Linked DNA regions of Oryza sativa: region 1 is linked to region 2. The links are chromatin contacts, called in public HiCAR-type maps. All regions are on one chromosome and are shown on one strand. Each heading gives the region's core, a stretch centred on a gene start, on an enhancer-like site or on the middle of the called end of the contact. The rest is flanking DNA. Distances are from core to core; before and after follow the strand shown.

Region 1 (4,460 bases), core at 231-2,730, 140 kb after region 2:
TGCATTTAAAAGGTTTACTCACAAAATGATCTTTTATTTTCTAATGGGCGAACATGTTAAATCTAGTCCGGGTGTGTATCATCATGAGAAGCTATCTAAAAATACTTTATATTCCCTATAAAATCATTTGAATCAGAATCGAATGTATAAACTTTTGGTATACGAAGTGACCTTAATTAGAAAAGGAAATCCGTGTGGGTGAAAAATAGAAAATGGAAGTGCGGATCGATTGCGTGCGGCCGTAGGCCATAGCCCATTCGTCAGTAGGCCTGGTTGTTGCCGAGATTTGCAACCCGAAGTAAGGAAGGGATAAGTCCACTTTGATTCCTTGGCCAATCTGATTTATGTCCTTGAACTATCTTGATCCCCTAATTATTAAAATCATTGTAATTTAATTCCTAAGCGGTTTTGAGAGTGGTTTTGAGACTCCCCAGTGCTAGTTGGACTAGGCAAACGTGCTACGTCAGCGAAAACCACTTTTAGAACAGTCGAGGGAGTCAAATTAGATCAATTTTAATAGTTAGAGAATCAAGATATCATATATTATAGTTGAGGGATACGAATTGGATTAGATCTATATTACGAGGGAGTAAAAGTGGAGTTATTAATTCGTTGGGAAGAATGCAACAGATTTTGAAAGCATATGCAGCTTTGAACAAAATAAGGTGACAAGGAGAAAACAACGATGGTGCAGACCTGCTGTGGGTAAACTGAAGATAAACTCTGATGGAGCTTATATAGCTGAAACAGGGGAAGGAGGATGGGGTTTTGTAATTCGGGATTCGGAGGGAGAGGTTATCCTGTCAAGTGCTGGTAAGATATCTTGTCTGCTAGATGCTTTCCAGGCGGAAGTTGTGGCGTGCTTGGCCGGAGCAAGGGCCGCGAATGCACTAGGAATGGGCCATATCGTTTTTGAAACTGATTCCATTATCTTGAAGCAAGCAATGGATACCGATGATCACAGACTTGCAGCAACGGGTGGCTTGTTTTATGAATCGAAGAAGCTGATCGGAAGTAATTTCCTTTTCTGTTCCTTTGTTTTTGCGAAACGAGAATGTAATAGAGTAGCGCATGCTTTAGGAGCTTTGGGTTGTAAATGTCCTCGGAACACTGTTGAACAATGGGACAGTATGCCTCCGGGCATGGAGGACTTGGTGACCAGCGATTTTGCTGAGTCCTTAAGTTAATGGAAAGTTCTTTTCCTCTCAAAAAAAAATCGTATTGGTCTCTCGAGCCCATTTTGCCAGCCCAATAAGCCCGGTCGTGGGCCCTTATTTTCTATAATCGGGGGACAGTAAAAAAAAACACAATTTGACCACGTTGACCAATTGTATAAAATTGGGGACGACACAGGTGAAAAACAGCCGCGCCATTTTGACCAACCGCGGTCGAGACGGGTGGCCCCCACCACCTACCACACTCACTGATGAGTGATGACTGATCTATCAACCAAACCAACTCCCAACTCCTCCCTCCCTCCGCCGCGCCACGCCCACCCACGCATCCATCCATCGATCGCAGCCAAATTCTACTCGAGCTGAGCGCTCCGAGCTCTCTCGATCGATCATGGCGTCCTCCCCGCGCCATTCCACCCACCACCCCACCTTGCTCCTCCGCCGCCACTACCCCAACTTCTGCGCCCTCGCCCCCCTCCGCCCGACCAGGCAACTCCCCAGCCTTCCCCAGCAGCAGCTGCAGCAGAAGCAGCACGTTGGCCATGATCCGTCGCCGTCGGAGCCCACCACCGCGGCCGCCTCGCCGGCGACGGCGGCGGCGGCGGGGGCGCTGCGTGTGGGGATCGTCGGGTTCGGCAACTTCGGGCAGTTCATCGCGGGGGGGATCCAGCGGCAGGGGCACGCGGTGCTGGCCACCTCCAGATCCGACTACTCGGGCTACTGCGCCCGCCACGGGATCCGCTTCTTCGCCACCGCCGACGAGCTCTGCGAGGCCGGGCCCGACGTCCTGCTCGTCTGCAGCTCCATCCTCTCCACCGAGGCCGTCGTCCGCGCCATCCCCTTCCGCAAGCTCCGCCCCGGAACCCTCGTCGCCGACGTGCTCTCCGTCAAGCAGTTCCCCCGCAACCTCCTCCTCGAGGTACATACACCAACACTTTCACCAGCAAACACATCACATCAATTCAATCGTCCATTGATCGCACTGGTTGCTAGTAGCCACCAACACCATCTCTCGAATCAGATTTTGCTGCCTCCAATTCGATATGACCATGTCACTGTCATTGGAGATTAGCCACACTAATCAGCATCCAACACGTACCGACCAACCTACTAGAAGAAACTCTAAACTAGGGGGAGTCATCCGTCTTGAAAGGCGGAGGATAGTACTATTCTTTTGGTCTTGTTGGTTAGTGACTTTGTGGTAGTGACATCGACACACTAGACATTTTTTGATTCGAGGTCCTGCCAAGCACACGACGCCAACACACATTTGGCTTGATGTGGGATGTGTAACTGCACTACCGCTAGTATTAGTACAATGGTGCTCTCTCTGGTCGAGAAACATGTTACTAGTGTTTTGGACACTGATAGGCCTCTAAGATACAACTTTGACCAGACTCTTTATATTGTCATTTATTTGTAAAACATGATAAACTTTGGATATTATGAAAGTGCTCTCCGAGAAAAATCTACAAATCATTTTCATGCAGCACCACCAGTTAAAAATATTTGAAATGATATTGATGTTTAAAGCTCTAAAGTTTGATTTAAAGCACACCCAAAACAACATGCTTTCATGACTAGATCGGAATACTACATTAGCTTGACTTCATTAGTTAATTATTGTGGAGTGATACATTTTGTTAGATCCTCCCTCCGGGGTTCGGGATTGTATGTACGCACCCCATGTTTGGGCCGGAGAGTGGAAAGCATGGCTGGAGTGGGCTACCTTTTGTCTATGACAAGGTCCGTGTTGCCAAGGAAGGGGATCAGGCGGCCAAGTGCGAACAGTTCTTGAGCATCTTTGAGCGGGAGGTAATTCGGTTGATTGATTTATCTGTCAGAATTTTATGTTCTTGCTAGTTACAGTGGATAAAACCAGTGGAGTAGTTCTTGATACCTGAAATAACTGATGACAGTTACTGAAGGCGTGCAAACTGGTTGTGTTTCATTTTGTTTCTTTCTATTACTGGCAGGGATGTAGGATGGTGGAGATGTTGTGCGAAGAGCATGATCGCTATGCCGCGGGAAGTCAGTTCATCACTCACACTATTGGGAGGTGAGCAACAGGTTATTTATCTGGAACCATTTCACCTATTAAATGTATCTTCTGGTGCTTGTTTAACATGTCCATTTGTTTATTATCTCACTGTAATATACACACCAGCTCTGTTTTTTTATATAAAAAAATCATTTCCATTTATTTATTAGAGTCCAAAAGCTAATTTTTGTACCATTGAAGCAGGATTTTGTCACAGCTAAACCTTGAGTCCACACCAATCAACACCAAGGGTTATGAGACCCTTCTGCAACTTGTAAGCAGAGTTAACGAAACTCTTGAAGAGAAAACATCTTATCCTTTTTTTATTGTGTGGGGAATGATATTCTTTTTCTGAAACTTTTCAGACTAAGAACACGATAAGTGATAGTTTCGATCTGTACTATGGGCTTTTCATGTACAATGTGAATGCCACAGAACAGGCAAGTTCGCTCTCCATGTGATGTGTCATCCTTGTTTCAAATTATTATTATTATTTACGGTCATGTGATGGAGATTGAAATCAACCCCCAGATAATTATTACTATGAGGGATAACCAAAGATCAAAACTTAGTGTGTAATAACATGTACGGTTTGTACGTATATTGTAACTATTTTTGTATCTATGGTATGTGCAGATAGACAACCTGGACAGGGCATTTGAGAAGGTGAAGCAGATGCTCTATGGTAGGCTGCATAATGTACTAAGAAAGCAGATAGAAGAGAGGGTCCCAATCCCGTAGCCCCTTCAGTAAATATCAAATGAAGCCCAGTCCAGTGCTGCTGGGGCCTGGGAGCCTGGGACCCCTCTCTTCTCTCCTGTAAGGTTGTATCCACACAGAAGAAGTTGCACATATCCCATATCTCTGCTACACCCACCCCTACACTTGACAAAACAGAGAATTAGGCTAATACCATGGCAAATAGGTGACAATTGGAAAATACCATCACATATGTGAATAACATGTGGGTCCTAGGTTAAAATATCAATGTCATAGGCAATAATTTTTTCAAACCCTGTTGTGATATTTTCATTGGTACCAAGATACTAATTCTAGATGTCTTTCTCAGTGTTGTGATAGGAGCTGTATGCATTCAATGTTTCTCTTAGGTGTTAGCTAAATATGCAAGGAATAAGATGTAACCATGTCCTCTGTTTTTGTTCTTTCATGAGTTGTAACGAAATTCTTTTGTTCTTTTACACTGAGCATGAAACAAGTTATGATATAAGAGAATGCTTGTTTGA
Region 2 (4,049 bases), core at 615-3,114:
TACAACTTGTGATTACAATTTTTTTACAGGAATTCAGGTTTTTCATGTTATTATCAGGAAGTTTACTTGTTTTTTTCTTTTGGACTGTACTTCAATCCTGATGAGAACAGATCGAGATCATTTGATGACTCTTCTGTGGTGTCAGCTTGATTAGCTGGCTTTTGCACCGGTAGCAGCCGGCAAAAGTAATCTAAGTACATCCTTAAATTTATAACTACATGGACATCAGGGCATTCAAGAATTTTGGCAGCCTGCCTGCTGGCTGGAAATTAAAACTCAAGTTTTCAGCTTGCAAGAGTAACAAACTGGTCCAAACACCGTGCATCTTTTAAGTCATTGTCGTTTGCCTTTTGCTCTGGCTATTTGATGCTGTCTTGAAGGCATACACTACAACACTCGTTTCTAACATCATGTCAACAAAACTTATTTAAAATTGTACTGAAGTAGTTTTAATGGCTGATATGTTGATTCATTTTCATGTGAAGAATACAAACAATTTCATCCATATTGTAATTACTGCATGAAAACATATCACTATAAAAAGTGATGGGAAGTCATATTACTCTGTCAGTACTTTTTGGTACTTGCATCCAAATTGTTGGCCAATCACTGCAGAGCAAATGTTGCCGGACAGTAATTCAGTGTAAGTTAGATCTTGAAAGTCTTTAACTCCAATTGTTTGACCTTAATCTATTCTCATCCTTCAACCATGGGAAACTTTATTATATTAGAGAATTCCTTTCCTCTGAAGTTTCTCTATGATTCGTAGTACAATGCAAAAAAGGCCTCGACCTTTTTACCACTCTCACCTAATCTAATTGTTGTGAAGAAAAAGAGAGAGAGAGAGAAGTGGCAGTTGATGATGTTAGTCTCTACTGTCTGGGCCCAGTATGATTACAAGAATGACATGCTAATTGGTTTGTTAAGCTGTTATGGAAGTCGGATGGTGCCTTATCCTATCTTGAGGCTACCTCCACTATGCACATATATAATTGTATCAATTAATCAATTTATTAAATTAAATGTTAAAATAACCATATGAAAGGAAACTCATGATTTTAGAATTGATAATGTTTAACGCATTACTCTCGATTGGGAGAATCGAACCCGCGCCTCGAAGGCTCGAACAGACAATGTGCAAAAGAATGAGACTAGGGATTTACCACCAATCTTCATCCTTTTAGCGTGTATTAGGTGTGTAAGTGTGGTGTACACATATAGTAGCTTGTGCGCTTGCACCTTCAGCATAACCGAAACAAAGTAATGTGAAGAAGACTACCTGAAACAACTAAATGCAAAAATTGTGCACTTCCACTATATGTATATGAAATTCTAGAAATTTCTCTCTAATGTTGTGAACTTTTTACTTGTCTGGTATACTGCATCATCGTAGATATCAGAGATACTTGACTATTTTCTGTGTACTCCCTTCGTTTCATATATTATAAATTGCTTTGACTTTTTGATTTTTATTAAATTATAGAAAAATATAACAAGATAATTATAGTTTTATTAAGTTTAGCATTGAATATATTTTGATAGTTTTATTTATGTTGAAAATATTGTTATATTTTTTATAAATTTGATGAAAGCTAAAGAAGTTTAACTTAGAAACTTATAATATGAAACGGAGGTAGTAGTTGACTAGTATTTTCTTTCTTTTGATAAGATTTTCCCCATTATTTAAGACCCCTCTTCCCACAATCCCATTGTTAGATTCAATCGAGCCTGAATCTAAGCCATTCTCTGCCCCCCGGCCCAGAGAACCAGGTCAGTCAAAACCTTCTCTTTCTCCCAAAAAGGCAAAAAAAAAAAAAACCCTGCTGAGAGAGACACACTGAGCAAAAGAGGCTATATAAGTAACAGGTGCAGCTAAGTCAAGAGTAATCCCTCTTCAAATCCAAGAGTTTTTTTTTCTCCCTCTTTTTTCTTTGGCATTTCACCCCAGAGATCAGAAAACCAAAGCCAAATCCTCTCCTCATCTCCTCGCATGCAACCACGTACACCTCCTCGTCTATGATGGCTTCCTCCCGCGCCGCGCTGCTCGTCGCTGTTCTCCTCCTCCTGCTGGTCTCCTCCCTCTCCGTCCGAGCCGAGGCGGATCAGGTGGCGCGAGCGCCGGCGCTGGCGCCGGACGTTGCCGCGGCGAGCTGGGTACAGCAGGGATCGCAGGAAGCGGCGGCGCCGGGGCGGCCTGGAATGGGCATGGGCAAGAACGGCGCGGCGAGGTGGAGGAGGACGGCGGGGCGGCGCGGCCGGGGAGGAGGAGGAGGAGGCACCGGCGCGTGGGCGTTCTCGGCGATGCTGCCCCGTGGGTTCGTGCCGCCGTCGGGATCGTCGGCGTGCCACAACGACATGCCGGCCGCCGCCGCCGACGCGGAGTTCTTCGTGTGCGGCGGCGGCGACGGGAGCCCGTGATCGTCGACGACGACGACGACGAAGACGGCCGTGTTCGTTCCTGCCTGCCCGGTGCTGGACTTGTTCGATCAACAAATGAAGATCCAGTTCCAAGAGCTCATTCAAGAATAGGATGATGAGTTAGTTCTTGTTTCGATTCGTCACCTTCTCGGCTTCTCCCCTGTTCTTGAATTTGTAAAAAGGCGGAAAAAAACTTTTGTCCTCCGAAAATGAGTGCTTACACTACAATCTCTTGGACATTCCAGCTCTGTAAACTCCGATCTTCTTTAACTGCTCTTTGCTCTGAACCTGAGTGAACTTCAGAAAGGAGTTTCTTTTGTTTGCCATTGTTCTTACGAACATCTTCTCTGTTATTGTTTTTGTTGTTAAACCATCTGATCTGATACTAACTCAGAACATCATCTGAATACGATCATACAGATGACTCTCAAGTGTTAATTCCCGCTCGTTCTTGAGGCCGTCTGATCATGTCTGAACCGGTACTAAATCTTCCGGTCTGTCACTGCATTTATCGATTCAATCTCTCTTGTCCATGTGAGCTTAGCACACACAAATGCACACAACGCAAGAAAAAGAAAAAAAACAGAGAGGATGCTTTAGTCGTTTCTTTAAAGGAGAAAAAATATAGTGATTAATACAGGTAATGATCCACTTGTTCCAGAAACAACAATGACTAGCTGGTCCTGCATTCCACCATGGGTGAGGGTGACATCATTAAGCTAAGATTAAGCTATGCTTAGGCTGCATGTCAAGCAGTAGTAGCTCTCGCAGTTTCTTGGAGGCAGGAGCAGATCAAGCTAGCTTGGTGATGTGATGCTTTCCGGCGCCCTTCCGATCTTAAGCGTGCGGATTAAGGGAGGCCAATTGAACTAAACCACTACTAAACTGGCTAGCCACAATATAATCAAATCAATTACTAACATTTTCAAGGAAAAATTAACCAAATCGATTATCATGGTGAGTTCCCATGAAGCGGCCGGCCAGGTGACTGATAGGAATAGTAGTAGTAATCTATCTAGTGCTAGATAAGGGGAGCATGGCTAGTTAGCTGGTGTCGTAGCGTCTACTCCATGCAGCAAACAACGTCGCGCCGCTAGCTCCATCTTTTGCGAGGTTAGAGTTAACGTACGTACGCCCCATGTGAATGATGATTTGTGGGTGGATTAATTAATTCTTTAATAGCAATATCACAGGTATCAGAGGTACCATGCAGCTGGTACCATAACATGTATCAGGTAGCAGGTACTGTCTCATAGAAGGGTATCCAGTTCCAACGGGATACCGTTGTCTAGGTTTTCTGATTATAAATTATTGTTTGGTAGCAAATAAGTGGTATGACTTATAATCGTTTTAGATGAACTTATGCTATCTCTAGCCAGCAGAGATATCACAAGATATAACCCATAAGGCCATTAACAATGCAAGCTACACAAACTGAATGGCCTTGTGAAAAAAGTGTTTCCACGTTGGATATAACTACTCAAATTGTTTCCACGTTGGATATAACTACTCAAACAAACTCATCCTACAACACATGCATCCCTAGCAATACTGACACGAAATTTTCTATTTCAGCCCTTACGTTTTCTATTACAGTCCTCCCAAATAATAAATCCAGAATTTTATAAAAG

The links. HiCAR-type assays count read pairs that join an accessible place to other places.
Region 1: a contact with region 2 is called in a HiCAR-type map of leaf, with 2.1 times the contacts expected there. The contact joins the promoter of LOC4341232 here to the promoter of LOC9271037 in region 2. A contact is called at or near these places in 2 of 15 Hi-C or Micro-C datasets (leaf mesophyll and an unstated tissue) and 1 of 4 datasets of contacts at active chromatin or transcription factors (leaf).

What each region holds. Positions count from the first base shown.
Region 1 is chr6:21,256,390-21,260,849 of ASM3414082v1, forward strand. It overlaps LOC4341232 (arogenate dehydrogenase 2, chloroplastic), which reads left to right and starts at 1,481. Exons shown (of 6, transcript XM_015786457.3): 1 at 1,481-2,094; 2 at 2,823-2,990; 3 at 3,152-3,234; 4 at 3,421-3,490; 5 at 3,582-3,656; 6 at 3,853-4,460. The coding sequence starts at 1,567. The coding sequence ends at 3,957.
Region 2 is chr6:21,120,311-21,124,359 of ASM3414082v1, forward strand. LOC9271037 reads left to right here and starts at 1,865. Exons shown (of 1, transcript XM_015787330.3): 1 at 1,865-2,833. The coding sequence starts at 2,017. The coding sequence ends at 2,418.